2 separate regions of the Anas platyrhynchos genome follow, and region 1 is linked to region 2. The links are chromatin contacts, called in public Hi-C maps. All regions are on one chromosome and are shown on one strand. The core of a region is the stretch at or near the end of the contact, and the rest is flanking DNA. Distances in the headings are between cores, read along the strand shown. Region 1 overlaps LOC140001326 (a long non-coding RNA gene). Region 2 overlaps MRPS31 (mitochondrial ribosomal protein S31).

The links. A called contact is a pair of places that touch in the nucleus more often than the background predicts.
Region 1: a contact with region 2 is called in a Hi-C map of skeletal muscle, with 3 times the contacts expected there. The contact joins two enhancer-like sites. A contact is called at or near these places in 3 of 8 Hi-C or Micro-C datasets (liver, skeletal muscle and subcutaneous adipose tissue).

Annotation. Positions count from the first base shown.
Region 1 is chr1:180,128,578-180,133,922 of IASCAAS_PekinDuck_T2T, forward strand. It overlaps LOC140001326 (a long non-coding RNA gene), which reads left to right. Exons shown (of 5, transcript XR_011806449.1): 5 at 1,772-4,329. Among named protein-coding and RNA genes, the nearest start is that of COG6, 170 kb to the right of the region's middle. Within about 2 kb of position 3,319, at least 1 of the 8 cell types and tissues checked has an H3K27ac peak or open chromatin away from gene starts, as enhancers often do.
Region 2 is chr1:179,857,616-179,862,972 of IASCAAS_PekinDuck_T2T, forward strand. MRPS31 (mitochondrial ribosomal protein S31) reads left to right here. Exons shown (of 7, transcript XM_027470920.3): 7 at 4,345-4,655. The coding sequence ends at 4,556. Among named protein-coding and RNA genes, the nearest start is that of MRPS31, 17 kb to the left of the region's middle. Within about 2 kb of position 1,561, at least 2 of the 8 cell types and tissues checked have an H3K27ac peak or open chromatin away from gene starts, as enhancers often do.

The DNA of each region.
Region 1 (5,345 bases), core at 2,069-4,568, 270 kb after region 2:
TCTTTGCAGAAGGCAGCAGTAGGATTTAAGTTGTAGTAGTTACATATATTTATTTTAAAAAAATCATATTATGTTGTATTTCAGTTAGAGTTTGCTTTCTTGTCACCATTTCAGAAGGAGTTAACAAATGTTAAAGATAGAGCTCGCCTAAGGAAAGAATGGATGTTTCTCCCTTTGAATTTCACAATCAACCCCAGTACTGGAAGAAAGTCTTATGTATGTGTGTTTCTTGGAAGGAAGAGATGTCAAATGCTGAAAAATTCAAGAAAAAAAAAATGGCTCTGATATATCCAACACATAGTTGGCTTAATAGAAATGAAACATTGCAGAAAGGATTGCGCTTACCACAGGCCACAGAAGGAGGGTTTGTTTTAATAACTTAAGGAAAGAAGAAAAGGAATAACAACTTTACGTGAATCAAAAAATCTGACTCTCAAAAAATCTAACTGTGTCTTAGGGAAATTCCTATTTCTTTTCATTGCTAGCCTGATCTGTTCTTTGAAGTTTGATTTACTGCCACTTCAAGACAGAGGAGATTTAGCTGTTGTTGATGTTAAATCTCTTTTCAACAAATAAATACAGTATTTTTCCCCCTAATTTCTATTAGTTGGGATATATTTGAAACCGTAGTATTTTTGAGATCTTATTGTTCAGTGTTATAAACATTCACCTGTTCAGCTACAACAATTATAAAAATACCAGTTTGCCTAATTCATACTTTAGCAGCAACAAGACCTCAAGCTCCAAGTTACTAAATGCTTTATTATTAATTATTAGTTAAACATTTGCTTATTTGTTTATCTGCTTGGTTTTGCTCTAACACACACAAAAGTATCCAGATTTCTGCTCTACCTGGTCTTTCTAGAGTGGCAGTTTGGCATAGTTAAATGCAAATGAAATTAAAGCAATTTCTGCCGCTATTGGCATGACACAAACACATCTAGCCACCAACAAGCCCTCCCCCTGCCACATCTGCAAGCTCTGCTACTCATGCAGTTTGGGAACCCACAGCCCATGGGGCTCAGATCTTGAGGAGAGTTAGGATTTCATATTCCTCTGCCACTGAAGTGGGACAGACGAAAAGAGAGAACAGTGATATTGCTGGAATTTAACATTTTAGCAGTAGGTCCTAACATTGCAGAGACATCACTAGTAAAGGATTTAATGTTTCCACGTGTTCAAAAACCAGAGAAAGGCAGCTAGAACTCATGCTGATGGTAAACGAGCTTGCGCATAAGATTCTGGCAAAACCACCCCCCAAAAATTTCTAGTACTACAATATCAGACCTTCTTATTGCCTGTTGTTGGCTTGGGAATCAGTTTGTGCTTGTTCATGTTATGCTTGCAATAGTTGTCTCCATTCTTGCATCTGAATTTCTTGAATGTTTTTCCCCACTTCTTCTCTTTCTTGATACTTTATGTGTTCTCTTCTTTTTCTCCCTCTTGAGGATGTGTTTTTATAAGTAAAATACACTGTCTATTGAGGATACAGTAGAAACAATGTCTGTACAGTGACTGGTCCTTTGAATGCAAGGTCTGGCAAGTCAATGAGGCTAATTTTTCTTCTACTGACGTCAATATGTTTACAGTGATGTGAATGACTGGAAAACAGAAAACATTTGGGAAGGAGTCTTTAATTTGTTTATTATTAAATTAAATACAATTAATTAATTATTTCCCCTATGTAAGGTTTAATATAGAAAAACTGGGGAGAAAACTGAACAGGAATTTTTACCTGATTTTTATTTATTTATTATTTTTTTTTTAACAGATTGAGAAAGATAAGGGGACAAGTTCTCAGTAGGTGAATACCGGTGTTCAGAAGAGATATTCAGAGATATCAGCATTTAGAAGTTCTCAGATAAAAAAAAAACACATATCCTGGTATGTCCTTTTCTACTTTGCTTGCCTCTCATAAAGGTTCCTCTTCCAAGGAGTAGACAGCATACCAATGAATATCAGCCTAGTAGTGTAAAACACAGTTCCCAAATGGCATGGCACACATATCATTAGCAATGCGAGATCTACATCAAAGTTGTAGATAAATGCTACTGAAATAGCCTTTTTTTTTTTTTTTTTTTTAAGGTTCTTGTACATGTATGCAGCTCTGCACAGAGCTGCTGCTGCTTTGCGTCGTGCCCGAGCAAACTGCTCCCAGGAGTCCCTCATCTCATTGCTTTGAAGTTTGCCCTTAAGTATGGCTACAAGCAAATGTGTGCTGCTCTTTTTCTGCCTTCCAGTTAGGTTAGGCTCAACTTTTGGTACACAGAGAGTGTCTTATCCAGTGTGTATTTGCTTTAGGAACAGCAGTGTGGAATACACTGAAGAACAAGTGGGCCTGGGGAAAAAAACTCAAAATTAAGGAAATAAAAGCACTCAAACCTGAATGGATATAAAGTTTCTACACCCTGCCATTTCTGTTAAGTTTAGTGTTCAAATAGCTGGTTTACTGCTAAGAGAAATACCTGACAAGCCCCAGATTTTGTGAAAAGAGACTGCATGCAAAAAGAGGATTCAGGCACACAACCACGTTGCTCAGTGTTCACCCTCGAGGCTTGCAATATCACAAGGAATCTTACGAAATGACAGCTTCATTTCCATGCCATGCACAGTATACATTACACCTTGTGTAAATTGCTGTAAGGGCGCAAAACTCTTTTCTTGGATCCTTCAGGCACCAAGGAGCTTTGATATTTGCTCTTTGATACTGTCAACTGTGAGAGATCTTCACATGTAGGAAAGGCAAAATATCAGTACTGAGTGCTGGCGTATTCTGATCTGGGAGGAAAGTCTTGCCCCAAGAGCATTTTAAACTGCAAAATTTTAACTGTTTCATTGAATTTTTACTAGATTTTTGACATTCTGGCAATGCAGGAGCACCACTGGTGACCTGGAGGAGATTTGTGTTAAGCAGTGGGGGATGTGGCCAGACTGTCTTGAAGGGAATGAGCCGTAAGTGCTGAGCCTGCAGGGATCACCCTCTGAAAATGATGCGTTTAGCAGCGTATAGCTGGTGTGGGTCTCCTGGTTTGGATGACTCCCAGTTCATACACGGAAATGAGAACCAAGGCTGGGGGACTTGCTGCAGGTCACTTCCAGTTACATGCCTTGGTATGGCCAGTTGGCTGCTGCAGAGTCCGACTGAGCTTTGTGAAGGGAAAAGGGAACAGGATTTCCACTGAATGCAGACCATTTCAGACCTGGGACCAAGCCTTTCCATAGGATGTGCGCAAAGGCGGCTACCGCAGAAGAGTATAGTACAAAAGCTCATGAAGCTTATGAAATACAACTGGCCCTGATCGTCTTTCATGCTAGTATGAGTTACACACAGTCCAGGACACCCTGTTTCTCAGAAATGAGGACAGCAGTCCAGGAATGAAAGCCAACCCTGTGTCTGCTGCCAAAAGAAAATGAAGAAAAATGTTAGCAAAGCCGTATATCAGTGACCACAACTTAATTTCTCTCTATATAATGGAATTAGCCATTCTGATGCTTTTCTTTTTTTTTTTTTTTTTTTTTTTTGGTGGTGATGGTGGGGGGGAAGCCCCAAAATATCATCACTTTCCCTGTTAGAGAATGTGACTCTAGTTTTATTTTAAGTGCCATTCCTAGGGAGTGTTTTTTAAATAACCAAGACTGATTATTGAAAAAGAAAAGAAATTGGTAATCCACTTCTGCCCCATAATTGTCTTTGCTGTAAGTGTGTTCATCATGATCTCTGGTCTGACTAAATATTGCAGGAAAGTAGTGAGGTAGTGAGCTCTATATTTAATTCCTTCACCTGATTTTTTAAAACTCTCAGTAACAAGAACTGTTGTTTATATGCTGTGGTTTGAAACTGTGTTGGAGGCCTATTCCCCAAAGCCTTAAATACATCCAGAAGGCTGCAAGAAATCTCTTGGATTTCATCTACTCCTGTTTTCGAAACATCACGAGCAAGAGGAGCTTTGTGAGCAGTAGGCTTGCTGTGCATCTTTTTGATCATTCAGAGTGAGTTTTAATTTAAGCTGGCACTTGTAGTTGGGAGCATCGCATTGATAAAAAATAAATCGCTTCAGGTATTTTTTGTGGTTTCTCATTTTCTGAAGCCTGGCTTATTTCGCAGGAGGCTTAGCATGAACAAAGTAATCTCATTTAATGTGGTTACATGCTAGAGCACAGTTGCCTCTGTGCCATGGTATGGAGTGCATCGCACGGGGCCTTAAGCTGGGGGCACTTCTGAGAGATTTGTGGGGCTAATAAAGCAGCAGACAAGCTTGGCTGTGGAGGGGGGGCTGTCTCCTGAAAAACTAAGTAGCAAGATTTCCTTTTTTTTTTTTTTTTTTTTTTTACATCATTTTGGACAATTCAGCAGGTGGATGAACTGCTGCATCCCCTGAGGACCCGGTCTGCGATGCACAGCCTGGCTCAGTCCTACTTCTTGTAAGGCTGAGACCTGGGTGCACACACCCACCTCAGCACATCTTTCTGCATGGTGGGGAGGACAGTGAGTTTCCAGAGGTCTCCTGGTGGCTATGGCTGTGGGACACCTCAGCATGAACACCTAGCAATCCCTGATGTGCTCAGGGATTTAAGACTACAAGCAGCTGGAAGATAACATATTAGGAAGCTCAATAGTAGCCAGCGCAGCCAGACCCAGGGATTAATCATATCAGCGCGTTATTAATAACAGGAGATATTGTATGTCCTGCATGCATATGTGCTCATATGTCTTACAAATAGATCTGCCCGTGTGTGGTCCAGCCACTGAGAAATGAGATCACCCGTGTCACCGGAGGTTTGTCTTTGTTTATAAGTCAAGTAGTAAATTATACAAAACAGTAGTATTTACTAAGCTGACATTTCGAACCAGAAGACAATGTGTTATGGGCTATGTTGTGCTTTCAGTTTTGAATGGCTTTGCTTACATCAGTGTTTAAACTGGCAAAGTGCACACAAATGCAAGGTCAGACAAAGTTTAAGCTAAAGTATTCTGTGCCATTTCTTCAAGTGGATGCTAGAAACTTAAAATAAATACACTCTGTTCAGCTGCCCTTTGGGTATTCTAGCATTTTAAGTTACACCTGAGATAAGCCTACTAAAATAGTTTAAAAGAAGAAGAAACCTTTTTTTTTTTTTTTTTTTTTTTTTTTTTTCACCTCTGGGTGTGGGATGAGGTTATTTTGTTCCTCCTGTACTCTCAGGGAAGTTATTTCCCCTGTTTTTCTTGGTTGCTCACAAAGCAAAAGGGGAAAGGGGAAAAAGATCAGTCATGACAGAAATACAAAAATACTTGGGAATGTAGAACCACAGTGTGCTCCAATGATATTTCAGTGTTGCTTTAAAACACCACCAGCATGTTTTGG
Region 2 (5,357 bases), core at 311-2,810:
CACCACTAAATAAACAAACAAAAAAAGCCACCTCCCTGAAGTTAAGCCAGCAGAGAAAAGAGAGCACGTTAAGGAAGGACTACAGAAAGCAAGTGTACGCTTCAGGAATGGGGGTTTCATAATTTCAGGGAGAGATTGAGTGGTTTCTTTCTTTATTTTTTTAAAAAAGACATCAAACAGAACTACTTGAGAGTGATTCAGTCACTGAAAGCAAAACAGGTTAGTATCTGAAGCTGGGAGTCTTTGAAAAGCTGTCCTGTGCTGAATTGCAAATTGCATAATGTGCTTCATTGTCTCTTCATATTTATGCTCATCCTATTTTGGCAGTTTCTTCACAGAATTGAATCGCTGCTCCCAGAATCGATCTGTCCCGTCATGTAGAAGTCCAAGTATATTCTAGTCGTGTTTTTGCAAGCTGAAAACCGCTGCAGCCGATGGTTTTTGTGTTGTTGTAATGTGGCTGGAACCCTGCTGTCTGGGGCCCTCAGCGGACCGGGCGGCTTTGGCGGCCACTGGTTTTTCTGTTGGAGCAGCGTGGCCGGAACCGTGCTGTCTGGGCTGGGATGGCACACGGACAAAGAGCCTTCACAGATAGTTAGACAGGAATCTTTATTGAGTTGTCCACAAAGAGCGGTCATGTGGAAAATGCCGGCGGAGCGTTCCGAAATCTATCACCTCTCAGGTTGAAATATCAAGTCAGTGAATTGGGTTCGATCAAGCCGCCAGCTTTGTCCTGGCGCAGGCTGGTACTCAGACCAGCTACGTCCAAGTACAGTTGAAAACTTGAGAACCTCCTTCCAATTATTTCCACACACCGGAAAGAGTCAGTGGCTCTGCAGAAGAAAGATGCCCCTTCCCACCGTTAGCTCTGCAGTTTGATTGCAGTGAGCTCCCTCGATAGGAGGACGTTACCTCAGCTTGTTCTCTATCAAGAAATGTGTGATTATTTTTTTTCTTTTATGCAGAAGCAAGGGGCTCTAAAAACATCTCTGTAATTAAATTTTCTGTTGAGAAAGCTTGTGTGTTCAACTTCCAGCATTATGAAAGCCTTTAAAGTTTTAAATGAAATATGAAAAATAAGGAAGACAGCTTATAACTGCTTTTCTTGGCTTCAGAGCATCTCCAGTGTTCTCGTCTGAGCGCTTTACCAAGACACTGTGCTGAGCTTTGAGGCATCAGGGCAGGGTCATGATGTTTAAAACTTGTCCGGCCCTAATAGGAACATCTGAAGACGTGGCTAGACTTACTGGCTTGCTGCAGCAGCCAGTAAGTCTTCCCCCTTGCCCTGTTGTCAGCTCCTGCCTGCGTTTCTTTCCCTTTTCTGATACAGTTGAAGTCACTGTTAGGCAGCAAACTATCCTTTTTTTCTTTTTTTTTTTCTTTTCTCCTGCCTCTGATTAATTTTTACCAGATTAGCAAACCACTAGCATGGCTTGCGTAACATCATTCTCGCTCCTCCTTCTGTCTGGTTGCCTCTTCTGCTTCTAGCAGGGTTAGCTCCACTCCGTCATTTGCCGTGGCAAGAAGTTGGGGAAGAAGTTGATTTCTGACCTTTTAAAATGATGCCTGTGTATTCATGCCTCGATGACTCAAATCCTGAGGAGTGCAGTGGTTAGAAGGGCCAGTACGTGTTATTGGTGCAGCTTTGCTTTAGCAACCCATCCGGAGGAACAAATGCTTCTGGTATGTCAGAGATAGTTATGGCATAAGCAATAGGTATAGTGGAAGTCTTAGAAAATTACTGCCTTGGTTGCCTCTGATGGCTTTTGTAGGCAAAAAATTGCCAGGTCCTGCTCCGTCTGTTTTGCTGAGATGCTTTGCCCAGCATTGGGGCAGTTTACCAAGAGAGGTGGCAAATGTTACACAGTCGTTTTAGGGGAAGGGATTGTTTTGCTTATTTTTGGTCTGTTCTAGGGGCCTACTGTCAGGGCATGATTTATCTTGCTCAGAAAATATTTGGTCCTCTATTTACTGAGAATTTGTCATCAAGACACCCTATAAGAGTAGACACCCTATAAAACACCCTGTTTGCATTTGAGATGTTGCCTTTAAGGGAAGGCTGGACATTCCTTTGGAAGGGTTAATGTGTTAGCTAAAGAAATTTTTCTAGACTTTCTCTTTTGTAGTACACATGGAATTGGAAATAGGACGTTGAGAGTGACTTCTTGCTTTGAAATCGATAAAGAAAATCCTCTGCTTTAGGCTCCCACCATGCACGTCCTTTCAAATGAGGTTTCTGAGGACAGCTGAAGAGAGGGTGAGGGCAGTTGGGCAGTTGTGGTCTCTTTTTGTGATGCATACTTTACTTTTCTGAGGACTGAAATATGTGGTCCAAGTGAAGTATTTGGACTTAGCACTTCATCCCCAAACCATGTATCATGTCTTTGACAAATGAGAGATCACAACAGATGATGTAATGTTCCTCCTGACCTGAATTTTTGTGTGAGACTATAAATGATTTAATTTCCTTTAGATTAGAGATGAAAATTGGAGAAACTATTAACTAGACATACTCTCTTCCTCTATGTCCAAATGAAGAGCATCAGAAGAGCCCACACTTACTGGCGGCATTATTCAGATTCTTTCAGCAGTGGGTTCGTTGGTTTATTTCTCTTGGATTTTTGTGACCAACAGAAGCATGAAATCTGGAAAGGATGGTAGCTTGTGAACGCAACCATCGGCATCTAGGTACGGGGAGATTCCACCTCCCTGGGCTGGGGGAAGGTCAGCGTGGGTGGCATGGTAAAAAGATCATCTCTGTGCTTCTCTAAGTAGACGTAGCTTTTCAAGCATCATAGAAATACAAGTTCTGAAGCTGCTGTGATCTTTTTTATTTCTTTTAACATATCAGAAACAGGAGAGAGCTTGAGGAAGAAAGAAATACACTGTCTCTTTCAAAGACGAAGAGGATGAGTGGCGTGTAGCTGGCACTGGTAGACACTGCACATATTTCTGGGAAAGATGTGCAGGGAAAAATAGATGCGTTTCCCAGCTCCTTCAGGCAGTGCACTACCTAATGGAGGAAAGACAGAATGCAAACTTAATGAATGCGATAACACAGGTTGAGGGTCTTCTCCATCCCAGTATTATTCACCTAAAATTGAAGAAACTTTAACATATAAGGAAGCCTAGGACTGAGCTGGCTTCATTTTCTCATTTTTAATTCTGATGATTTAATGTTGGCAGATAACATATCATACCTTAGCTACTATAGGGAAAAAATGTACATCTGTGGCATAGACTTCCCATCTTTGTTGTGTGGAAGATTTCATGTGCAATAGTTCTCTCTGATAAATTTTTACCCAAAGTTGCAAGTGTAATTTACAAATACGTAGCAGATTAGGATCAAGTAAAGATTTTCATACATCTCTAACTGAAGGAAAATGTTTCAATTGCAAATCCCATTTTTCTGTGTATTTTTCTTTTTCTTTCTTTCTTTTTTTTAATCCCAGGAACTGCAAAAGCAACTTTTTTTTTTTTTCTATATGAAGGAATTTGTGCTTTGAGTCTTCTTGTGTATGCTAGCATCATCATATGAACATCTACAGCTGAAATCCACAGGATGGAGGACAAAAAACTGCCATAGGATCTGAGCTATATTTGATTAGAGATCTACAATAATCCCCTGTTCTATGTTTCTATGCAACCGAACGCTTTTGAATGCAACATTTTTTGCATTGGTCACTACTTACAAGTAGCAGCTGGTGTGATAGACAACATTTTTGCATCAGAATATGCTCACAGATTTGAAAAGCATTAGGAAAGCAGTTTCCCCTACCCATTTGGTAGCACTGGAGTGCTAAAACTGTGACTTGCAATGAACATGCAAGTTTTTTGTAACAGTTCCGTATCAGATACTTCAGGAAGTTGCCTCCTTCGTTCAAGATGAGTTTGCATTCTTCAACCCTCTGTAGAATTAGACGATCAATTCTTTTAAAAAATAATTTATTAAAAGTGTTGAGAGTCTAAAAGGTGATACACCTTATGAATAAAGGTTTCATGTATTGAGCAAACTTTTTTTTTTCCTCAAGAAGATTGATTTTTGGCATCAGCCTTCAGCAGTGTTACTATTAGATATCCTTGTAAATGGGAGCACAAAGTGGAGATAATACGGTAGATGGATAGGATATATGCTGACGTTTTCTGTGTGGAAAGAGAAATTAACATCTTAGAATTCTGAAGTTTCTTACACTTCGTGGTTTGTTTAATGCAAAAGGATTAAAAGGCACAGAACCATTAATTTTACTAATTAAAGGTTTATTTACAGGCTGTATTTTTTTTATTTTGTTAAATTCACTGTTGTATTATGATAATGACTTTGTCATTTTGTGTTCCTTTTGGTAGGGATGGATGATGATGCTGAATTTCATGAACATATCTTTCTGGAGAAACACCTCAAAGACTTTCCCAAGGAAGGACCTATTCGCCACTTCATGGAACTTGTCATCTGCGGGCTTTCAAAAAACCCATACCTCAGTGTTAAACAGAAGATCGAACACATTGAGTGGTTTCGGAATTATTTTGACGAAAAGGAGGAATTTCTTCAAGAGATGTGAGACTTGACATGAAGAAAATGAAATGGACGAAATACTGTCTGTGCAAAGTAGTCATGTCACCGGAAAGTTGCATTTTAAATAAAAAAGATCATACTTTCATGGGTGTCCATGCTTATGTAGATCTTTTTTAGGAACAAAAGAAGGAACTGAAAAGTATAGATCTAATAGAATGTGTGTTTAAAATATAGCTTATCAGAATCATCTTTTAAACTTGAAACTAATCTTCTGACCTTAGAATATATTAAGACTAATTCCAGTTCTTACTCACTTCCCATTTGATGTGTATCTTCATAGGTTTGTTCATCTTTTACATTCTTGAAAACTTGAAATGCTTTCATAGCAAAAAAATCCTGACACAGCTTTAATTTTTAAAAGCTGTTACTGAGACAGTAACGTTTCATTTTGGTAGCTCATTATACACTGGTGTTTGGATGGTATTTGGAATACCATCTTCTTTCATTAATCATCTTTATTTCATTTAAAAAATATTGTTCATTGAATTCTTGCTTGTTTTCTTCCATTTACAACCATTACTTTGGTAGTTATTTGCCCTATCAATATGCTCTTGTCTTTGTTTTTCCCCTGTATTTCTTTGTAATCAGTGCTGGAAGGAGGAAGGTTTGGAACAAAGGTAAAATACTGGCTTCACATGCAAACTATTTTAAATCAGAATTGCACCAAAGGAAAAGAAGTAAAAGCTGGCCTTTTTCTATGACTTAGAGTATTGTTGCTGTGTTATGCTAAGCTGTAGGATGTGAGTTTGCTTGTCTGGGAAAGGATAAGACTGGGGTCGTGGAAGGG